7 separate regions of the Mus musculus genome follow, and regions 1, 2, 3, 4, 5 and 7 are each linked to region 6. A link is a contact called in public promoter capture Hi-C data. All regions are on one chromosome and are shown on one strand. Each heading gives the region's core, a stretch centred on a gene start, on an enhancer-like site or on the middle of the called end of the contact. The rest is flanking DNA. Distances are from core to core; before and after follow the strand shown.

Region 1 (3,026 bases), core at 253-2,752, 2.1 Mb before region 6:
TCTCTCTCTCTCTCTCTCTCTCTCTCTGTAATAAATATTTATATTTACCAAATTGTTTTCCATTAATATTTTCATGGATATCTATGTTGATTCTGGTTGTTTACTGTTGGGAATAAAGAGCAATAAACATGGGGGCACAAATACACCTACATACAGCAAATTATCAGGTTCTCTGAGTATAACCACAGGATTGAATTAGTAGTGAGAGTGCAGAGACTGGTTCCATTCGGTTGAGGTCATTATGGGAATTAATCTGTAAGGTTCCAGTGTTTATTTCAGCACCCATAGTCTATGCTTCTGTACTCTTAGAGGCTACTTTGGGTCTGTGTTCCACAGTGGAGTAGACTCCACTGCAGCTGATGTTTTAGTACCTGCCTTTAGTTCACAGGATCTAAGGAATGGCCAAGGCATTGACTCCATGTGATCCCCTGGCTGTTTTGTGAGCAGTCCCATGTACACTGATTTCTGAGGGCTCTCAGAAAGAAATCCTAGTTGCAGGTGAGGGTGGATACCAATTTAAAATGTTTGTGCTCTGTATACTCTTGTTTCTACAGTACAACTCAAAGCCTTTGCATTTATGTCTCAACTACATACAACAAGTTGGAGAAATGACTGGATGTGTGACCTGCTTTTATTACAGACACCTTTCTACCAACAGATCAACAGTAGTAGTCTCTGTTGGACATAGGTAGCCTGTTAGCTGGTTTTAATCAATGCCTCCTTGGGCTGCTTGTTGATCTCCTTTCCAATGTCTGAGAGTCTGGGGCATTAACTCGGGACAAGAGATTTAGAGGAATGTTAGATAGACACTTGCTTGGGTGTGGCTTGGGAATGTCAAATTTTATCTTCAGAGTCAACCTCCTTGGCCTGCTCAAACAGCATGTGTTCCTGTATATGTAATATTAGCAATGCCCTGGAGGAATTATTTCTATATATTCGAAAAGTAGAAACACAAACAACAGTATACAAGTTTGTTGGGGCAGAAACCAAGCCAGCTTTGTACCGCAAGTCCATTTGTCAAAAGTTACTGAGGAGCTAGGAGCATAGTCAGGCACACCAAGGTTGGTTTCAAACATCCTTTTATAAAGTTACGTTTCCTTCCCACGTAGGTTAGTGTATTGCTTTGTTATTTTAACGAACTACTAAGTCAACGTTTTTTGTTTTTTTGTTTTTTTCAAGAAGTAGTAATATTAAACTTACAACTAGAAATGACTTGTAAGCCATATGTTTCTGTCAAAGGCTCGACTCATATCCGTACATCTCCGATGTGGTTCTGGGGTCCGAAACCAAATGGGGTCGCATTACCCATAGCTTTTCTGCAGAAAAGGCTTCCTCCTTCAACCTTCTACTTTGTGTTACCATCCACGTACCTCTCCAAACAGTAGAAGTCACCCACCCTGGGTTCTGGGATTTCCTTCGCACAGACTTCTGGGAGATGTAGTCCGCACCGCTGTGACCACTGGGAGCCTTCCAGGAAATCCCCTTCTGACTTCAGGTTTGTACTTGTGCCTCTTCCTCAAAGTTGGGCGGAAATCCTATGCGGCTATCTATTCCAGTTGTCTCTGACAAGAAGGTTGGTCCAGTCAGCAGCGTTGCTTGGGGCTCTGTGCGGGGTCTGTGTCAGGGAGGTTGGTTCAAGGAAGCAGCATAGACTGGGGTGGGTGCCAGAGCAGGGCTCTGTCTTGGAGGGAGCGCTTCTGGGCTGGGTGGGAGGGCGGAAGCAGCTGCCAGGACTTGCTGTGCTGAACTGGCTGGGACCGCTGAGGCTGCAGTTTTGGAGTGAGGGGACTGGCCTTTTGGGATTGTGTCCTGAGTGAAGGTTTCCTTTAGAACACCGAGAGCAGCCCGAGTCTGCCTTGGTTCTCTGGTACACTGGAGCAGCTTGGTAGTGGGGGACTAGATTGCAAACTAATGGTGATGAGCTGACTACCTGCTCCTGAGAGAGTGCCAGAGCCCACAGACCTGCATTGCTGGAAACGCGCATTCCTGGCTGCCCCCATCTCACCTGGATGCTGCCAGAGTCCTTTGTGTCTTTAGAGTAAAAGGGTTTCTGGTCCCCGTGTACTCTGTAGCCAGCTTATAGCAATGGCCTTGAGGTCTGACTGTGTTCACTTTTCTCTGCCAGTAAAGAATTAAGAGAGGAAAAATCCGAGGTACTACAGGTGTCGTTTAGGGGAATTCTGGGACACTGCCAACAGATCTGCCTGAATGCACTGAAAATCTTGGACTAGGGTTGAAGAAACGCATGGAGTGGATACACTGGCAGGAATGTCTACAAGGCAGAGTGGGATCGAGACGAGCTCACATCATGTTTCACCTTGAGGGCTGTATTTTCTAAACTTTTGAAAGGACCTCCATCCCTACTTTACAGTTGAGAGTTTTAAAAAAAGAGATAATGTCCGCTTGGCCCACAATGGTTCCGGTCAACATGACATTATCAGGGCTTGGACTTGTTGAAGAAGTTTATGAACATTGTGTATATTTCTGCCAGTGTTTCTGTTATCTTGTAGCTTTGCTGCCCATGGTAATATGAGGTATAAAAGGGCGGTGAATAATAAACTTGAGGCTGCTGTGGTATTGACCAGCAGTCCTCCCAAGTCTATTTCTTGGCTCTGCATCTTTTTTCGGCCTCTCCTGTCTTTAATCCTCACTCCACACTCAGAGACTCTTTGACACTTGGCACAACCTAGGAGTTGCTGCTTCATGATCTGTGTTGTATGTATTTTAAGCACTGTGTAGTATAGACAGGCTGGTAGGGAATGGGGAGTCTGTATTGTTTGGAACCTGATCAGGAATCCATCGTTCTCTTTGCCTCTCTCTCATGTTTACTTCCCATCAATGTCCTGTTAATCTTTAGATCTGCCCGACTCTCTGAAAATTTATCTCTGATTGTCACTGACAGGAGATGCAAGAGTTCTTAAAACATCTGCGCTGTCCTTTCTGTTGCTCTAGACTTCCTCTAGGATGGGCTTCCATTGAGTGGAATGTAACCATCGAGCTCCCAGTTATTGGAAGGATAGGTAGTA
Region 2 (3,036 bases), core at 75-2,574, 2.1 Mb before region 6:
TTATCATAGTGATAGAAGCTGCCTTGCAAGCTTCCAAATGAGAGAAGCAGTAATGATCCTAGTTAGCTGTTAGCTAGTTCTGTGGCAGTGGACCACAGAAACGTCCCATATGGCGTGATATCCCTAAGGTGCCACAGTGCCAATCACATCTTGACATTAGCAGTAGTATAATTGGACTTAAAGGTTGATCAAGTAGACATACATCATGGATAGAAGCATGGGCTGCCACCCATGGCTTGTTAGGTCTTGCATCCTGGAGGACAGGCTAATGCCACCTTTCTAAACCATCATAAGTTTAACTGCATTCTGAAGACTTTTCCTAAGGTCTATACATACGTGAAACTCTTACTGCTCCTCAAAGTACTTCTTGCTGCAGCACAGAGAACGTTAAAAAAAACCTGAAACTTACCCAAATGCAGAGAACTGTAATCTGTGTCCAGACCCAATACATGCATCTATACCACATTTTCTGCATATAGTCATCAAGGACTGTTTCTGGATAGGGGCAGATCGATTATGAGAGTCAGAGGTCCAGGAGGTCGGCTGTGAGGTCGAGCAGCTTAGAGAGTGAAGGGAAGCTGCACCCTTAAACATGACTGACTGAGCAATGACAATGGCTCATGGTTCCTGCAGGGGGAGTCTCCTGGGTAGACAAAGATGTATGGGCACCTAAGAATGGCTGAGAGAGGGGGGAATTAGCCTTTCCCAGGGCTGAGTCCACTCACTATTCAAAGCTAACTCACACAATTATAACAAAATACTGCATTAATACATAAATTCCTGATGTCATGAAGTGGTGAAAAAGGAAAAGTAACATGACTCATTTTATAGGTAATTCTGGGACTTTACTCAAGGAATTATGAAAAGTGGGTCCTGAAATACCAAATTCTTGAAATAATAAACTAGCATCAGGAAATTATTTCATAAAGTTACTTTTCCTTCCCACGCTGGTTACTGTATTGCTTTGTTATTTTAAGGAACCACTAAGTCAACTTTTTTTTTTTCCAAGAAGAAGTAATATTAAAATTACAACTAGAAATGACTTGTAAGCCATATGTTTCTGTCAAAGGCTCGACTCATATCCGTACATCTCCGTTGTGGTTCTGGGATCCGAAACCAATCGCATTACCCATAGCATTTCTGCACATAAGGCTTCCTCCTTGCACCTTCCACTGTGGGTTACCATCCACATAACTCTCCAAACAGTAGAAGTCACCTAACCTGGGTTCTGGGATTTCCGTCGCACAGACTTCTGGGAGATGTAGTCCGCACCACTGTGACCACTGGGAGCCTTCTAGGAAATACCCTTCTGACTTCAAGTCTGTACTTGTGCCTCTTCCTCAAAGTTGGGCGGAAATGATATTCGGCTATCTATTCCAGTTGTCTCTGACAAGAAGGTTGGTCCAGTCAGCAGCGTAGCCTGGGGCTCTGTGTCAACGAGGTTGGTTCAGGAAGAAGTGTAGACTGGTGTTGGGTGCCAGGAGCAGGGTTCTGTCTTAGAGGGAGCGTTTGTGGGCTAGGTGGGAGGGCGGAAGCAGCTGCCAGGACTGGCTGTGCTGAACTGGCTGGGACCGCTGAAGCTGCAGTTTTGGAGTGAGGGGACTGGCCTTTTGGGATTGTGTCCTGAGTGAAGGTTTCCTTTAGAACACCGAGAGCAGCCCGAGTCTGCCTTGGTTCTCTGGTACACTGGAGCAGCTTGGTAGTGGGGGACTAGATTGCAAACTAATGGTGATGAGCTGACTACCTGCTCCTGAGAGAGTGCCAGAGCTCACAGACCTGCATTGCTGGAAACGCGCATCCCTGGCTGCCCCACTCTGACCTGGATGCTGCCAGAGTCCTTTGTGTCTTTAGAGTAAAAGGGTTTCTGGTCCCCGTGTACTCTGTAGCCAGCTTATAGCAATGGCCTTGAGGTCTGACTGTCTACAAGGCAGAGTGGGATCTAGAGGAGCTCACACAATGTTTCACCTTGAGGGCTGTGTTTTCTAAACTTTTGACAGGACCTCCATCCCTACTTTACAGTTGAAAATTTTTAAAAAAGAGAGAATGTCCGCTTGACCCACAATGGTTCCGGTCAACATGACATTATTCGGGCTTGGACTTGTTGAAGAAGTTTATGAATATTGTGTGTATTTCTGCCATTGTTTCTGTTATCTTGTAGCTTTGCTTCCCATAGTAATATGAGGTATAAAAGGGCGGTGAAAAATAAACTCGAGGCTGCTGGCTGCTCGTGGTATTGACCAGCAGTCCTCCCAAGTCTATTTCTTGGCTCTGCATTTTTTTTTTCCTGCCTCTCCTGACTTTAATCCTCACTCCACACACAGAGACTCTTTGACTCTTGGCACAACCTAGGAGTTGCTGCTTCGTGATCTGTGTTGTATGTATTTTAAGCACTGTGTAGTATAGACAGGCTGGTAGGGAATGGGGAGTCTGTATTGTTTGGAACCTGATCAGGAATCCATCGTTCTCTTTGCCTCTCTCTCATGTTTACTTCCCATCAATGTCCTGCTAATCTTTAGATTTGCCCGACTCTCTGAAAATATATCTCTGATTGTCACTGTCAGGAGATGCAAGAGTTCTTAAAACATCTGCGCTGTCCTTTCTGTTGCTCTAGAGTTCCTCTAGGATTGATTTCCATTGAGTGGAATGTAACCATCGAGCTCCTGGTTATTGGAAGAATATGTAGTAATTGTTAATGGGTGGAAGTGTTCCTGCCTCAGGTCAGACATTATTTGCATTTCTTTCCCATTGAAAGTGAATTTTGCAAGTCTCTGATTCCCCTGCAATGTTTGCTGTTAATTGTACTGGCTATAATCCCCACAAAACGGTATCCTGTTTACAGGTCCCCGGACCTCCACCCCCAGGGTCTCACAGGAGATTGTACTCAAGACAGCAGACACTTGCCCATGCAGAATGGAGGAAGCCAGTGCTGGCCAACATAGGGAGTGAGCCCCGCAGTTAATTCTCCATTGTGAGCATGCTCTGATTCTCTCACAGAGAGTTGTTTTGGTCTTTGCTCTGCTCTGGGCTCCTGCCATT
Region 3 (3,423 bases), core at 72-2,571, 2.2 Mb before region 6:
TACTAACTTATCCCCAGCTAGGAGACCGTTGGTTATCTGCAGTTTCTCCTGGTCACGTGGTTCAGCTCCATCTTAGCTGCTGCTTCCTCCTCTCCTGTCATCTCTCCCTCCCCATCTCTCGCTCTCCAAGATCTCCTCTCTCACCTTTCCTCTCCACGGCCCAATCACAGGCTTTTGCTTTTATTGACCAGTAAATGGGGAGAAGATTCACAGGAGAGCACCTGAGTACTTGATCCACCACTCTCCCGGGGGCCACCCCTCTTGAGGATGCAGAATTAACATGAAAATTCAAACAACATCAGGACAACCCACAACACTTACATAAGCTAAAGGTTGAAAATATGGACAAAGGATCTGCGATGGATCTGGGCGATCTTTACTGATAAACAACAGAGAGGAGGACTTTAAAATTGTTCGATACTCCGGAGGCAGAGGCAGGCAGATTTCTGAGTTTGAGGCCAGCCTGGTCTACAAAGTGAGTTCCAGGACAGCCAGGTCTAAACAGAGAAACCCTGTCTCGAAAAATCTAAATAAATAAATAAAATTGTTCGATGATTTAGTCTGTTTCTCTTGACTAACCTCCGACACGAATGGATTCCAATATTCACATGAAAACGATTTCCTGCAGTGGCTTGTGATCTGTGTACGGCTTGTAGTTGATTTCTAGAAGAGCCATTGCACAGGGCATCCAGAGTGATGGCGCTTAAGCCTTGTGGTGATCTCCTGTAAATAATCCGTGATTGTTACCTAAAATCCATGGCATTGTCTTCTTTGGGAATATCAAAAGCTTAGCATAACCTCAGTTATAAAACAATCCTGGTAAACCCGACACATTGGCTGTCAGTCCATCAGAAGCTGATTCCCCGGCGGCTTTTGCTAAAGCTTATCACATCCTGGAGTGTCTCTATCTCTTACCATCTTGGTAACTCAGTACACTGACAAATATTCACACAGGGTGTCAATACAGGAGAACGCGGCTCACTTAAGTATGTGCAGTACTGGGTATTAAGCCAAAGCCTTGAGGCAGTTTCCTCAAATAGCTGTAAATTTCACCGGAAATGAAGAAATTAAGAACTTTGCCAAGAAAATCCTCTGCCCCTTTAAGCTGGACCACAGAAACTGAGGAATGCACTCGGCTCGTTAGAACTGGGCTCAGTTCGTGGCCTCCATGCTTCTTAACTAGGCGACACTAACTAGGTGACAGACATCAATGCAGAAATCCAGGACCATTTTGTAGTACAACTCACTCTCCTAAGACTCCTGCAACGCCATCGCACAGACTTGTGGGAAATGTAGTCTGTAGCACGGTGACGTCACAGATCGGTACTTTGGTAAACAAGAGTTCAGCTTTTGGTAAGCATGTGCGGCTCTTATCCAAAGCTGGGCCAGACTCTGGTCCTGCTGTGCTCTCCCGTTGGATCTCTGACATGGAGGTTGGTCCAGGGTTCAGTCACCCCAGGGTCTGTGCGGGGTGCATAGGTCCGGAGGGAACAGGGACCGGGTGGAATGGAAGCTGGGAGGAGCTGATTTGGAGGAGCTTTCTGGACAGGGCTGGTGAGAGGGCGCTGCGGGGGTTAGTGGGACTGACCTCTGTTTAGACCGACAGAATTCAAGGAATGGAGAAGCTTGTAAGTTCAAGGATTGCCTAGGCAATGTTGGCTGGGTGAAGGTCTTTGCCTGGTCATGGTGATTCTGGGCGTTCACTTTCCAGCTTTCTGGTGGAAGTATTAGCTGGGTCACTCTCACGTGGATGTTACTGGATCGCTCAGTATGTTTAGATAAGAGGAGATCTGGTCCTTTCTGTACTTTATGGCTGTCTGTTACGGAGTTCAGGACCACTGAGAAAGATCACCAAATAAAACTAGGAATTAAAAGGTAAAAAACAAACCAACGAAACAAAACTGCTTTATTTAGAGCCACAATCTCCTTTGCCAGTTTGAGAACTGCTGCAAAAGGGTAGACAGGGGTTGGAATTCTTTAAGTCACAAAACACAGTTGTCTCAACTTGGGATGGTCTGCTTCATAAGGCATTATATTTTTTGTTTGTTTTCTGAGCAAGCACAGCTAAGAGAGATTAAAAAAAGCAGAATGCATGTCCGGTTACTATTGTTTGCTGTTTGTTTTTGTTGCTGTGTTGTACAACGCTCAGTTGGAAATGGAGCTAGTCTTTAATTCATCGCACATGCAGTTATTCTTGTCTTGCTTTGAGGTGACAGAACTTGCTAGGTTCCAGGGTCAGAGTCCTGAAGGGAGCATTGGTGTACGTGATATTTATCCCACTTTCTTTGAAATGAATTGTGGATTTAAAGAAGATTCACTTGGAATAGGAATCCCTCATGGAGGCTGTTCAGTTCCTCACTTGAAAGTAGCTTGACACCCATGTTTGCTAAAAGGATATTGAGCTGTTTCTCTTTTTTTTTTTTTTTTTTTTTTTGGTTTTTTCGAGACAGGGTTTCTCTGTATAGCCCTGGCTGTCCTGGAGCTCACTTTGTAGACCAGGCTGGCCTCGAACTCAGAAATCCGCCTGCCTCTGCCTCCCGAGTGCTGGGATTAAAGCCGTGCGCCACCACGCCCGGCTTGAGCTGTTTCTCAATGGAGGATTAATTAAAATCTTCCTAAGAAAGACAGATTTTAAAAAATTGCCTCCAGGGTTAGGAACCTTAGAGGTTGTAAAGCATGGGATTGTAAAATCTGTCACAAGGTGTTAACAAAGGACACCAGAGGTGCCCTCACTGTAAGATTGCACACACACTGCCTGTTTCAGTTCCTGACCCTTGGTCAAACTCTTTCGTAAATGTACAGTTCAGATTTGTGGATTTTGTGAATGAGCTGTCTGTCCTGACTGACAAACCTGTTGAACCAAACATCTGTATTTACAATAAATTCTCTGGGCTTTCAGATATTGTGGCTTCTCTGTTCTCTCCTATCTGAGAGACTGGAAGTCTGGCCCTGCTGTGAAAATTTTTTTTTTCCTTCAACATCTCAATGTTAGCTTCTGGTTTTCAACTTCATAACAAAATGTCTACCACTCTGAACTGAATCCTCACACTAAGGCTCCCAAAGGGAGGCAGAACAATGCCATCACAGGATACTCTGAGCTTTGTTCCAGCAAGGTTAATCCTACAGTGCTGAGTGAAAAATAATAGAAGCTACCAACTCTCCTGTTCCACCCGAGACTGTGAAGTTGAGAGCGTGTGAACCCCTTCCGGGATGGAGACATGAGCTGGTGTGAGGACTGATGTGGGCTTAGGGATTTTACTGATTTGAGGGTGGTGAAGGTCTATGGAGGGAGCTCTGCTCACCCGACAGGCTGTGTGCATTTCTCTCCATTCACAGCCTTGTGTTCCAGGCTTCTGTATAGTCTGGTATTTCTGTTCAGCCAACTCTGTCACTGAATGTGGCATGCAGGTTCTGTGATGTCCC
Region 4 (3,348 bases), core at 547-3,046, 2.2 Mb before region 6:
GCTGCAGAGATGCAGCTATCCTGAGTTCTTTCCTAAGATCAGTAGGTGTCTTCCTGCTGCTGTTATCTTTCATTCATCATGTTCAAACTACAGAAAAGGCCATTTGAAATTCTAGGTAATTATTGAAAGAATGGCTCTAAACGGGGAACCCTAATTCTCCATATTGAGGCAACAGGAAAGGTGCCCTAAGCCTAGACCCCCGTCCATGAAAGACTCTATTCTTCCAAAAGTGTGAATTCATCTGAAAGGAGAAAGTCCAGTGGGAAAATAGCATTTAAGGAGAGCTTGACCTCTGTTTACTTTTTTTTCCCCATGGTCTCCCTTGAGCTTGTTATTTCTCTAAGGTCTCAAGGACAGGCACCTGGAGTTCTGCAGTTCCTCAGCAGGAGTGTTGGTTTTTAGAGACACAAAGGCAGGGAGGATGTCTCCTCAGAATGTCCTCATTAAGGGGGAGTTTTATGGGTAGTGCCATTCTAATGCTAGAGGTGGGGGGAGGGAGTTTCAGGCTGCTGCAGGAGGACACAGCACAGAAACCAGCTGTCTGTGTAGCATACTTGTCTAGGGCTAGAGGGAAGATGGGAGCTTCTGGCCAGGGGGGTGGGGGGTGGGAGCAAAAAATGCAGAGACAAACTGTGCACAACACTAAAGTATCTCTCTAGTATCAGCAATTCGGAGGTTACAACACATGCTTAATCACTGCAAGGAGAACTAAGTAGGAAAAGAGAAGTTGAGTTCTCCACAGTGATAAAAATACCATGGATAGTGGTAGCACATGCCTTTAATCCCCGCACTTGGGAAGCAGAATCAGGGGGATCTTTGAGTCCAATGCAAGCCTGGTCTACAGAGCAAGATACCCCATGCCTAATGCAGAGAGAAATTCTACAATGGATGATGGACCAGAAGTCCGTACAATGCTAAGAACTGTGCCCTCCTTGGGAGAGAAGCAGAAGAGATACTCACAGGCTCAGAGACCACCTGCTGTTAAACACTTCTCTGTTTGTGGTGAACCAGGGAGACGTGGGTGATGTTCTGGTATAGTTCTCATAAAATTAAAGTTCTTATGCAGATTAATGAATGAAAGTGTAAGCAAGGGACAAATGGAGAGATCAAGGATCCACCAATGGATTCTGGAAAGTCTTCACATGTAAATGTGAGGGTAGTACTTATAACCTCGTTCAGAGATTTTTTTTTTTTAACGTCTATGTCTCTGACCTACCTCCTTCACTGTATGGATTCCAGTGCTCACAGGAAAGTGTTTTTGTTTGTTTTCCCAGCTGTGGAGTCTAATGCATGTATGCTCACAGGCTTGTCAGCACACATGGAAAAATGGAGTATGTACAAGTTGAGCATTAAATTAAGTCTTCCTTCATTCTAGGCACGTAGTCTACCCCCTTTGCTAGTTTTGTACTTTGTATTTTGAGACAAGGTCTCTGTAAAGTGCCTAGAACGCTTTGGATTTGTAATCCTTTCATTTTAAACACCGAAGTTGATGTCAAAAAGCATCTCTAAGTAATAGCACTCACTCCACTTTAGCCTCTTGTTTCCTTATTTTAAAGTACAATTAAATGATTGTCAACTTTTGGTGCAGGTTCCAATTTTATAATTAGTAGACGAGTTTTTAAACTACAGTTTGACCAGATACAACTAATAACCCCTCCTATCAAAGCCTCAACGGATGTTCTAGCACGTCCGTTTTACAACCGGAACTTTTAAAGCAGCCTGACTGTGGGCTTTTGTCCCAGTGCTGACACCTCTCCTTTCTTTCCACCCTCCTCCGCTGTCAGTAGGGAGAACACAGAACTCTGGGAAATGTAGTCGTGCCCTCTGTGACGTCACAAGCAGCCGCTCTGCGAACCGCACTTCCGCATCCCGTCTGCAGACGTTTGTCTTCCCCTAAGTTAGCGGTGCTGTGTCCTGCTCCTCGCTCTCGATCGGATCTCTGACATGGAGGTTGGTCCAGGGAGCAGTGCAGCCTGAGGGAATGTGCAGGGGAGTGGTCCAGCTTGGAGGGAGCGGAGCCGAGGTGGACCAGAGGCAGGGAGAAGCCGAGTTGGTGATGCTGTGCTGCTGACCTAAGCTGGGCCAACTGAGCCTGGATGCAAATCTGGGTGGGGAGAGCAGTATGGGGGTGGCGCTGTGAGTGAAAGCTTTGTTAGGACGCGGCTGTATACGCTTCTGGGGTGGGAGAGCTGGCTCTGTAGCACAGAAATGTGGAATGGTGGAAGGTTCAGTATTGCCCCCCCGCAGGGTGGGCCGGCCCTCTCCTTGCGCCAGAGGTGTAAATGGGAGCCCACATTCCTGCTTGCCTTAGGAAGTCTGTTGGCTGTGATCACTTGGCCACTTGACTGTGGTCAGATTTCTCAGAACTTCTAGATCGAGTGGAGATCTGGCACCTCCTATTTATGGCCAGCCTAATATTCTTGGTTTGAGTTAATAGCTGCTCCTCGTTTCCAGGGACAGAGTTCTGCTAAGGAGGTTGGTGTATAGGATGTTAGTACCATTCTCTTTGGAATAAATTGTTAGGTTTTTTTTGGTGTGTTGTTTTGAATGAGAATATTTCATGGCCACCTCCGTGATCTATATCTTCACACTTAACACTCACATGTAGAGACAGTCTAATGTTCTAAAGGAGAAGGCTTATTCAGGATATTATTGATCCTACATTGTAGAGTAAAATACTAGAAAATACCGTATCCACTTATGTCAGAGATTGTGTAATGTCAGAAGCTTGGACTCCTTTTCTGAAACAAATGAGGGGGTGATGGGAGCAGAGAGATGGCCTGGAGATTATTAGTGACTTCGGGGAAAGGACTTGAGTGTCCCTGGGGAGGAGAAGTGACCTTGAATACCTAACAGTGTTTACGTTGCTCTTCAATTGTGAGCTTCTCTTCTATCTCTGGACACTGCACATCTAAACCTCCCTTAACAACTACTCTATCACTGCCCCGACTGTGGCACTCAGGTTCCCTGTTGCTCCCTGAACATTTGCCAGTTTATCCACGTCAGAAAGATTGAAAGGTGAATTTGAAGAGCTTTTGCTCAGTTAGGGTCCCTTGCCCATAATAGACTCCTTGGCCTGTCTCTTGTATAGTTTTGTAGTTCACAACACTTTAAGTCAAATCAAGTGTTTGTGTGGCATTAAAGCCTATTATTCATAAGGAACATGGGTTTTAAGCCACCTTCAGTATGAATATTTCTGTGGACTATGTAACTGTTATGTAAAAGACAGAGACTTCCTAGTTAATGTCACTGGCCTACAGGACAAGAACAGCATTGTGTTTTCCATTATCTAAAGTGGGAAGAGTACACTACCTTGTGAACCAAAAGTGGTTTCCTAAGAAGTAGGCA
Region 5 (3,363 bases), core at 819-3,318, 2.1 Mb before region 6:
TTAGTTCCAGGTAGCCATCAATTATCCCAGTAGTACCTTCTGTTTTTACTCTAAAGCCAGAGCCACATGGCTAAAGCTACCATGTTCTACTGCTTACTGGCACTGGAACATTGGTGCCCTTATTCTATTACCGGCTTTCTGTTTTCCAGCTACCTCACTGTCTGAACTTGGCTTCCCTGGAACTTGCACTGTAGGCTGGCCTTGAATTCAGAGATCTGCATGGCCTTGTCCCTTGTAATGATGGGATTAAATGTGTATACCACTTTGCCTGGATCTAAACTTAGCTGGATGGAATCTTGTCCCAAAATTCTTCAAGCTGTTATTTTCAAGAACATAGGATTCAGCTCCATTTCACTTCTTGGTGTCCCTTTAAGACTTGAACCATATATTTTATTTGTTTTTCCTATGCTTGCTAAGCTTGTTCAAAATGCTCTTCATGAAACTTAACCAGAGAACAAAGTCTCTACTGGGCTATTTTCAGACTTCTTTTGTCAATACAATTAATATAAATCTCTTTACCTTAGACTCAGGTAGACTCATCAGACAAGGACAAAAAGCAGCCACATTCTTCACCAAAATACCACAAAAACTGTCTGTAGGCCACATCACTATCAGCAACAAAGTCTTTCATATTCTTTCTAGGATAGCCCCTTCAGCCCCATTTGAAGCATTCTACTGCTTCCCAATCCAAAGTCCCCAAATCCACATTCTTCCAGACAAATGCGTGGTCATGCCTATCACAACAATACCCCACTCCTGGTACCAACTCCTGTCTTAGTTCAGTAAATAGTACATAGCCTAGTTGTCTTAGGGTTTTAGAGCTGTGAACAGACACCACAACCAAGGCAAGTCTTATAAAAGACAACATTTAATTGGGGCTGGCTTACAGGTTCAGAGGTTCAGTCCAATAATAAGGAGGGAACATGGCAGCATCCAGGCACGCATGGTACAGGAGGAGCTGAGAGTTCTACATGTTCATCTGAAGGCTGCTAGCATACTACTGCTCCCAGGGAGCTAGCAATGGGGTTTGTAACTTTGACTCAAGCATGAACTGCACAAGAATAAGCCTTCCAAAGAAGAGATGGGAATTCTCAATACTCCATGTTTCCAGTGTAACTTCTTTAATACAGTGATATCATTTGACAGTTATATGAACACATTTCTGATACCTTTGTATTCAAGAAGGAGTTATCTTGATGTTCTGCTTCAGAGAAATGTGGGAAGTTCAAGGCAGATACCACTGATGTTCAAATATGGTGAAATATGAATGATGACAGGATCATCAGAGACACAGGAAAATTAATAAGGAACATCAAACCTAACAAAGGAAATCCTATAGTGCACAATGGACCAAGGACGCTTGCCATCCTGTTGTTTCCAACCTTTTCCCCTTCAAACCTGTGCCCAGGGATAGTGGCCTAGCCTTGGTCCACTGTGCACTATAGAATTTCCTGTGTTAGGTTTTGATGTTCCTTATTAATTTTCCTGTCTCTCTGTACATATACCTCTGTGATCCCAAGAGCTCTGTCTGCCTGCCCCCTTCCCCTTGGGAGAGATGCAGGGGAGGAAAGCAGTGCTCAGAAACCACCTGGTGGTAATTAGCTTTGAATTTTAATTTGTTTCTCTTAACCACCTGAGATGCTGCAAGACAATCAGGGTCACCAAGGATGGTTTCAAGAGCATCTTCAAGAGATAATGCTCAGTCCTAAATTAGCTTCCATATTTTTAAGTAACTGATGAATTTTCCATATGGTAGTAAAATACTTTAAATTCCTTTAAAACCACAGCGTCCTAGCAGAAATAACTAGGAAACGTGGTAAACATCACTGTAAAAGGTTCGATGCACAGGCTAACATAGGGTGCTGCGACCACCGGACTTTAAGAGTCCAAATGCCCGTGTCTGCCCATCTGCAGATCCTTGTTTATTCCTAACTTAACCTACTCACGGGTGGCAGGAATTCTGGCGGACAACAAACTAGTTCTGTGGGTTCCTGGAAGTTCTTCGCACTGACTTGTGGGAAATGTAGTCCCTACCACGTTGACGTCACCAAAAGGCTGGCTGTTCTTATCAAACTTCCGCATTTGATTTTCAAACTTAAGCTTCTCCCCAAAGTTAGGCGTCTGTCCTGTTGAGCACTGCGTTTGGATCTCTGACATGGAGGTTGGTGCAGGGAACAGCGCCATCTTGCAGATCTGAGGGACTGTGCAGGGTGGCTGGTCGGGCGCTGAAGATGATTTGAGCTGACCTGGAGATGCTGTGCTGACCTAGGCTGGGCCACTGCCCCTGGGCACAGGTTTGAAGGGGAGAAGGTTGGAAACAACAGGATGGCAAGGGCAGGCTGGGTCTGCTGACTGCCTCTGCCTGAGATGCTGAAGGGAGCGCACTCATCTTTACTGGGGAAACGTGCTCTGCCTGTGCCTACATAGCTGTAGTCAGATTCTCGGGACATACAGAACACGTGGACGTCTAGTGCCTACTAAACTTTATATCCCGTCCACTACTCCAGTTTGATCTCACAAATCTTCCTAAAGTTCTTGATGTCCAGGGACAGAGAGACCTGTGAGGGTGATTGTTTTATGGAATGTTAGTTTCTTTTCCTTTGCAATGAATTGTTGGATTTATGGATGCCTCGAGTTGAAAAGAATTCTGAAGGTACAATCCTATACCTGAATCATCACAATACATGGCTACATAGACACAGAGTAATTTTGTAACTGGTATGAACCAGTGTTTGCCCAAATATGGAATTTGCCCTTCTGCTTAAAAATCGTTAGACAATAATCCTCTTAATAAGTGTTCTGTCCAAAATTTGGACTCCTTTTCAAATATAAAAGATGAGTTGATGTGTGTGTGTGTGTGTGTGTGTGTTTGTTTTTTTCAGGGTTTCTCCACCACAGCCCTCCCCCCTATCTCAGGTGATCTTGCTTATATTGTCACTTTTCAGTCAAACCAAGGGTTAGTGAGCCAGAGCCTGGCTCGTGGCATTCAAGTCTACTCCCAGAAATCATGGGCTTCAGACCACCTTGTCCTATCTACTGGGATTTTCAATGAGTTTCTAACCATACCTAGGATAACAGACATTTCCTCGTTAACTTTGCTAATCTGTAGAAAAAAAAAATAACAGTATATGAAGTCGGAATCGCAATGCTGCCTTGTACATCAAAACATGTTCCTTACAAAGTAGAGAGAGTACAGCATTGTGCTCATATACAATTTATAGGCACCTTATGTTCATATATATTTTTAATTAAACAGCTCTATGACAGAAAAGAGAACTTAAGTGTAATTCTATGACACATTTCTGTCACTTCTGCTTTTTGGGGAGGAGTCAGGAATCCAGAGAATCAAAATCATCGTCTCCT
Region 6 (3,283 bases), core at 172-2,671:
ACTTCACAGATTCCTAAAAGCCATAAGATGCAGTTCAGCCGCAGGTTTTCCTCTTCCATGGTGTCAGAAAAATAGAAAGGCTGAGCAAGATGACCCAGCTACATTTTACTTATCTCATGTTCCTTTGTCTGAATCCTTGAGCAAATCGGTCTGACACTAATCAGGGGACAAGTGAGACTGTGGTCTATGAAAACCTGTTCATTTCTCACTAACCAGGGGATAGGACTGTTGGCTCCCATCTATACCTCTTTTCTTGTTTTTGAATTATCACTTCTTTAAAGTAGCTGCTGAAAACTAAACATGAGCCTCTTATCTTCTAACACCTGTCAGTTTCTCTCAACCAGATCCCCAGCTTTTGTTGTTGTTGTTGTTGTTCTGTCGAGATAGGGTTTCTCTGTATAGCCCTGGCTGTCCTGGAACTCACTCTGTAGACCAGGCTGGCCTCAAACTCAGAAATCGGGCCTGCCTCTGCCTCCCAAGTGCTGGGATTAAAGGCTTGTGCCACCAAAGCCTGGCCAGATCCCCAGCTTTAAAAAAAAAAAAAAAAAAAGTTGAAAAGGACTGGTGAGATGGCTCAGTGGGTAAAGGCTACCAAGCCTGAGTTTGATTGATCTCCAGGACTCATGTTGAAAGAAGGGTAGCAATCCGGAAAGGTGCCCACAAGCAGGCAATAGCACACATGTGCATACCCACACACAAAATAAATGTAATAGAAACATTTTTTGTTTTTGAATTGAAAAGCTTCAATCTGGCTTGCCTCAATCTGGCTTGCCAGTTCCAGTTCAGAAATCGGTTTGTTTGTTTCTTCTATTCTAACCCCCCTCTTGGGCAGTCCTTCAACTCCTCCCGTAACTCTAGGGTATTTGAGAGCAAACATCTCACCACTAGCCGGCCCCTGAGCCGTCACAAAAGCTGAAAAGAAGCCTTTACTCACATGGGGCCAGGTTGTTGGAAGCGTGGAAGCCATACTGTCCTCAGTGTTCTCTAGCGGTAGGAGGCAGAATGCTGATCGTCCTGAAGGTGGAAGAGGCACTAAGGAATGTGCCCAGTGGCTCCCCCACTTCTGCCCATATTCCGACCTCTGCAGGACATAACCAGTCCGCCCCAAAATTGCCAAGTGCCCAGTGAGTCCTCTCCCCGACTCCCATAAGCTTACAAAACAGGTTCCCCTCTAACCGAGAGGGGATGGTTGATGTCCTCCAATCCAGAATGCGGTCGGTTTTCTTAAACCGTGTTCCCCATCTAGAACGGGATGCCTCCTCAGGATCCGGACCCACGACTACACACCTTCTCCGGGGTCCATAGAAGTGGAGCCACTAACGAAGCCGACACTGGACTCCGGAGGCTGCAAATGAAACAGAAGATAGGAGTTGTCCCCGACGGGCTTTCACGCAGCGTTACGAGTGCTTGCGATAAACACAATGGCTCTTGCCTGTCGGTCTAGCCCCTGAGTCGGCTCGCTGGTCCGGACTACAACTCCCAGGCGCCCCCGCGGACGTCGAGCGGCGGCAATCTGTTGGCGTCCTTCCTGTTGGCAGGCTAAGCCGAAGTCCGTAAGCGTCTGCTACTGGCTGCTAAAGAACTAGGATGAAGCCTTTGAAGGAGGCTACTAAGATGCTAAGCATCTCCGTGGACAGAGACCGAGACTAGGAGGGAGTCGAACCCACTAACAGGAGCAAATGAACTTGGACAAACCGGAAGAAGTGCTGGTGTTAGATCGGCTGGGGGATGCTCGCCTTGTAGCAGAGTAAGGAGGGCGGAAGGAGGGCGGAAGGAGGGGACACACAGAATACACAGCTCGACTAGTGTAGAGGGGAGGGACCCGGATGGGGACTGGCTGTGGGTCGAAGGCAAGAGAAGACAAAGTCATTTAACCGAGTTTCCTTAGGGGAAGGAGAAAAGAATGCAATCGTGCTGTAGTTTCAGCGGTGTCCTTAAAGGGAGAGGAAGAAAGGACTAAACCGTAGAAACAGAAAGCCATTAGGCATTGGAATTAAAATTTTACTCGTTTCTATGAGAGGACAGGCGTTTGCGTCCAGATCTGTAGAGTGAGCAGGGTTGTATGGTTTAGGCAGGGTTGTATGGTCTTACAACGTTTAGGTGGTAAGTGTGGAGACCTGGTGGACTTGAAGGATATGGTAGGCTACACTAAATGTCCTCTCCAGTTTTCCCCAGCAGAGGAAGGGATGTAGTGAAAATTCTAGAATTTTGGTTTCTTGAAAAAAAAAAAAACCAAATATTATAAGAAGGTGCTTTTATTTTGATTCCGGGTATAGGGACGTAGGGCTGCTTCCGACTGCCTGAAGCAACTGACCATGATTTATTTGCCTTGTGCTCTAGCAGAATCGCGGTTCTGTCTGCAGCAGAGTTTTGGTAATTGTGTTATATTTGGAACTCTGGGAACTTTTCAGAGGGTATATAAATGTTAGAGCCCGATAGGCTGGGGGCTGGGGTGGGCCAGTTGTTGGTTGTATAGGGAGGAGGTTGGTTGTAGTTTGTTAGTAGCTGAGGCCAAAGGAGAAGCAAGAGAAAAGAAATCAGATTCGGGGATCTTCCTAATCACTCTCTCCCCTCTACTCTTGTTCCTTTCCTGTCTAGTGTTAGGGGGTAGAAAGGGGGGTAAGGATAATAATGGGAGGAAAAAGAGAACCGACAAAGTAGCAAAGACCAGTTACAAAGGGACACGGAGGATCAGAGATGTATGAGGAGAATTAAAATTACCCTCAGTCCCAGGGAGGCTAACTGTAAATATCCATGCATATGGAGAGCTCTTAGGGCAGCTTCTAGGAATTTGGCAGAAATTTGACATTAGACTAGAACACAGAAGTAGGCTCAGGCAAGAATTTGACTTTGGGCTAGGACAAGAAAGTAGGCTCAAGATCTTGATCATCTTGTAAGTCCCTGAATACCACGGGACCTTGTTTATTGCCTTGTTTGTTCCTTGACTGAAAACTGACCTTATTCTCTGCATGTACTTAGAATGGCATAAAAACAGACTGGAGAAAAATAAACCCACTTCAGCCTCTGCACAGGTTTGAGTGGTATTAAGTCTAATTGTCTTTTTCTTTTCAATCCTCACTCCCTCCCTTGAGACCCTGTTGACTGACTGAGCTGGCTTGATCACACACAGGGATTCATTTGTACGATACACATCAAGAGGATGTGGGTTCTGGTAATGCCAGTTATTAGGTAACCTGTGACTAGGTTTGTTCCTATTGGCAGATTAGATTGGGGGAACCTGAAGTCTGCCCCTGATCATAATTTGGTATGTTTGTAACTCTAG
Region 7 (3,029 bases), core at 47-2,546, 2.0 Mb before region 6:
ATCAAGGAACAAGGTTTGCACAACAGAACCTTGTAAATGTGAGAAGTCTGTGGTAGGCTTAGATCTTCGGGTATAGAATTTAGCATTACATACATAGCAACAGACCAGACCTCAACACATAACACATATTGGAAAACTAGCTATGCTGAGAAATAATAACTTTTGTGGCTTCTGACAATGCCCTTCACTGCAGCATTCAGGAGGAGGACAGACCAGTCATGATGCTTGCCAATCAAGCACAGGTACACACACGTACTGCTCCTTGCCTCTAGTTTCTCTGAGTGAGCAAATGATCTGCATCTCTGGATAAACATACTCCTGAAAAAGAATAGGGACTCTGCACAGTCTTTGCGCTGAAACGGGTTCCTTTTGGATCATTAGGATTCCGGGAAGTATGAAGCCTTTTCTGTAATGGAGTTTGTAACTTTGACTCAAGTATGAACTACACAGGAATAAACCTTCCCATGAAAAGGTAGGGATTCTCAATCCTGCATGTTTCCAGTGTAACTTCTTTATTACAGTGACTTATTTGACAGTAATATGAACATATATCTGATACCTTTGTATTCAAGGAGAAAACACTCAAGTGTTCTATTTAGAAGGGAGGGAAGTTCAAGACAGATAACACTAATGTTCAAATATTTTCAAATATGACCGATGACAGGATCAGTGCAGAGACAGGAAAATCAATAAGAAACATCAAACCTAAGGCAAAGGGAAATCCTGTAAGTGCACAATGGCTCGACAGTCAGTACACACACCATTGTGATCCCAGGAACTCTGCCCCTCCCCTTGGGAGACAGGAAAGCCTGTACTAAGAAAACATCTGCTGGTGACTAGATTTGATCTCCAATTCTTCTATCTTAAGCGACTAAGATGGTTTCAATAGAATCGTAAAGAGATAATGCTCACTCCTACATTAACTTCCTGCTTCCACATTCTTAAATAAAGCAGATCATGAAAGCATGAATTTTTCATTCGTGAATGATTCTATACATAGATCAGAGTTGTAGCAGAGATAACATGGAAACGTGATGAACGTGATTACTGTGAAAGGCTCATCTTACAGGCAAACATTTCGTGCCATGACCAAGGATTTTAAAAGAGCCCAAATTCCATGTGCATGCCCATGTGCAGCTGCTCTCAGTGGACTGTAATCCAGGCAGTGTACAAAAGCTCTTCAGTGGGTTCCCGGAAGTCCTTCCAACTGACTTGTGGGAAATGTAGTCCCATCGCCTGTGACGTCATCAGAAAGAGCTGTCAGCAACAAAATTCCGTATTCTTTCTTCAAACTTCGCTTCTTCTCAAATTTGTGCAGCTGTCCTGTTGAGCGCTGCATTTGGATTTCTGCCATGGAGGTTGGTGCAGGGAACAGCACCATCTTGCAGATCTGAAGGACTGTGCAGGGTGGCGGATAGGGCACAGAGAGTGCCAACTTGGGCTTGTGAGACAGGAAGCTGCTGACCTTGAGGTGCTGTGCTGACCTAGGCTGGGCCACTGTCCCTGGGCACAGGTTTGAAGAGGAGAAGGTTGGAAACAGCAGGATGGCAAGGGCAGGCAGGGTCTGCTCACTGCCTGTGCCTGAGATGCTGACGGGAGCTCACGCATCTTTGCTGGGGAAACGTGCTCTGCCTAGCTGACGGGTTCTCCTGTGGTGGTTGTCAGATTCTTAGGACATACAGAACACGTGGACATCTAGCGCCCCATATACTTTATGTCCTAGAGATTACTCCTGGTTTGAGCTCACACAGCTTCCCAAAGGTCCTAGTGTCTAGGGACAGAGAGTCCTGTGACGGTGATTGTTGTGTGGGTTGTTAGTTACTTTTCCTTTGGAATGAATTGTTAGATTTATGGATGCCTTGGTTAGAGTGGGAATTTCCAATAGACATCTCTGTGACTTGAATCATCACAATACATGGCTATGTAGCCACAGAATAATCTTGTAATTGGTATGAACCTATGTTTGCCCAATCCAGATAATTATGGATTTTGCACATCAAATTAAAATCGCTAGACAGCAGTACCTCAACGGTTCTGAGTATGTGTTCTGTCCAAATTTGGACTTCTTTTCAGATGAGAGACGACTTGGTGTGATGAGAGATTGCTGGGTGGGGCTGGAAAGTCTGAAAGGGAAGAGGAAAATGGCTCTGCTCATCTGCCAGGCTCTGTAAATTGTTCTCTAATCTGCCAGGCTCTGTACATTGCTCTCTAATCTGCCAGGCTCTGTACATTGTACTATGTTTTCTTATCACATGATTTTCTTCTGTCTCTTCACATTGTCAGCAGCGTCTGAACTGTCCTAAATTTAACTGTCTTAAATATTAAATTTTCTGTCCCTCAATGTGACATTCAGGTTTACTGAGGCACCTTTAATAGTTTTAGGAAGAATTCCCCAAGTTTTTCAACTGCTTTGGAACAGCTGGAATATAAATTTGGAAAGCTGTTATACATTTGGGGTCTAATGATTTTTCACATAGGTTCCTGTCTATGCATAGTTCTCCTCCTGAAGGGTTAAGAGAATAGTTTAGTCCAGAGCCATTTGAATAGCCTTGATCTGAGAACACAGATTTACTTTAATCCAAATTCTATGCTCCAACATGGAATCAGTTTCATGGTTTTACAGAACAAAGAATGTCATTAACCAAGGAAAATTTAAAATACTTTGGTGTGAGTCGATAGAAGCATGTACTACGATATATGGGAGATATTCTATTCACCTAAGATACCATCTGCTGAGATTTTAGCTTTTGGATTCATAGAAACTTATGTTCTCCCTTGTCAGTGGATTCTGGGAGGTTTTTATCTATTGTCATAAGCTATGTGGTCCACTATAGAGTGAGGCAAGGACTGACCCTGAAGGTAAAACCAGCCCAAGGTAAGACAGCTAACCCTGAACCTGCAGAATTCCAGGCTCTGCCCCTCGGTGAACTTACACGTGGGCCATCAGACTCTGCACCCACAGACTCCTTACAAGAGTTTTGCATTCACAGAATACACACAGATTTTAGTGTGTGTGTGTGTGTGTGTGT

The links. Promoter capture Hi-C pulls out the DNA fragments that hold promoters and counts their contacts. Capture Hi-C pulls out chosen DNA fragments and counts their contacts.
Region 1: a contact with region 6 is called in a promoter capture Hi-C map of liver, with 5 times the contacts expected there. The contact joins the promoter of Zfp429 here to the promoter of Zfp369 in region 6. A contact is called at or near these places in 4 of 39 promoter capture datasets (hippocampal neurons, liver and pre-B cells).
Region 2: a promoter capture Hi-C map of liver shows a contact between it and region 6, with 4 times the contacts expected there. The contact joins the promoter of Zfp456 here to the promoter of Zfp369 in region 6. A contact is called at or near these places in 1 of 39 promoter capture datasets (pre-B cells), 1 of 115 datasets of contacts at active chromatin or transcription factors (thymic regulatory T cells) and 2 of 9 other capture datasets (adipose tissue and liver).
Region 3: a contact with region 6 is called in a promoter capture Hi-C map of pre-B cells, with 6 times the contacts expected there. The contact joins the promoter of Zfp874b here to the promoter of Zfp369 in region 6. A contact is called at or near these places in 4 of 39 promoter capture datasets (hippocampal neurons, liver and pre-B cells), 1 of 484 Hi-C or Micro-C datasets (CD4 T cells), 1 of 115 datasets of contacts at active chromatin or transcription factors (regulatory T cell precursor) and 2 of 9 other capture datasets (adipose tissue and liver).
Region 4: a promoter capture Hi-C map of pre-B cells shows a contact between it and region 6, with 9 times the contacts expected there. The contact joins the promoter of Zfp87 here to the promoter of Zfp369 in region 6. A contact is called at or near these places in 4 of 39 promoter capture datasets (hippocampal neurons, liver and pre-B cells), 2 of 484 Hi-C or Micro-C datasets (B cells and pre-B cells) and 1 of 115 datasets of contacts at active chromatin or transcription factors (double positive thymocytes).
Region 5: a promoter capture Hi-C map of pre-B cells shows a contact between it and region 6, with 4 times the contacts expected there. The contact joins the promoter of Zfp595 here to the promoter of Zfp369 in region 6. A contact is called at or near these places in 4 of 39 promoter capture datasets (hippocampal neurons, liver and pre-B cells) and 2 of 484 Hi-C or Micro-C datasets (B cells and CD4 T cells).
Region 7: a contact with region 6 is called in a promoter capture Hi-C map of adipose tissue, with 3 times the contacts expected there. The contact joins the promoter of Zfp457 here to the promoter of Zfp369 in region 6. A contact is called at or near these places in 1 of 484 Hi-C or Micro-C datasets (uterus), 1 of 115 datasets of contacts at active chromatin or transcription factors (thymic regulatory T cells) and 2 of 9 other capture datasets (adipose tissue and liver).

Annotation. Positions count from the first base shown.
Region 1 is chr13:67,398,243-67,401,268 of GRCm38.p6, reverse strand. It overlaps Zfp429 (zinc finger protein 429), which reads left to right and starts at 1,502. Exons shown (of 4, transcript NM_001080941.1): 1 at 1,502-1,573. The coding sequence starts at 1,538.
Region 2 is chr13:67,374,051-67,377,086 of GRCm38.p6, reverse strand. It overlaps Zfp456 (zinc finger protein 456), which reads left to right and starts at 1,324. Exons shown (of 4, transcript NM_001001186.3): 1 at 1,324-1,397.
Region 3 is chr13:67,482,151-67,485,573 of GRCm38.p6, reverse strand. It overlaps Zfp874b (zinc finger protein 874b), which reads left to right and starts at 1,321. Exons shown (of 4, transcript NM_001076791.2): 1 at 1,321-1,433. The coding sequence starts at 1,428.
Region 4 is chr13:67,524,679-67,528,026 of GRCm38.p6, reverse strand. It overlaps Zfp87 (zinc finger protein 87), which reads left to right and starts at 1,796. Exons shown (of 4, transcript NM_133228.3): 1 at 1,796-1,950. The coding sequence starts at 1,945.
Region 5 is chr13:67,331,265-67,334,627 of GRCm38.p6, reverse strand. It overlaps Zfp595 (zinc finger protein 595), which reads left to right and starts at 2,068. Exons shown (of 5, transcript NM_177622.3): 1 at 2,068-2,161. The coding sequence starts at 2,156.
Region 6 is chr13:65,276,992-65,280,274 of GRCm38.p6, reverse strand. It overlaps Zfp369 (zinc finger protein 369), which reads right to left and starts at 1,421. Exons shown (of 8, transcript NM_178364.5): 1 at 1,288-1,421; 2 at 935-1,014; 3 at 1-13. The coding sequence starts at 1,303.
Region 7 is chr13:67,304,679-67,307,707 of GRCm38.p6, reverse strand. It overlaps Zfp457 (zinc finger protein 457), which reads left to right and starts at 1,296. Exons shown (of 4, transcript NM_001003666.2): 1 at 1,296-1,358. The coding sequence starts at 1,353.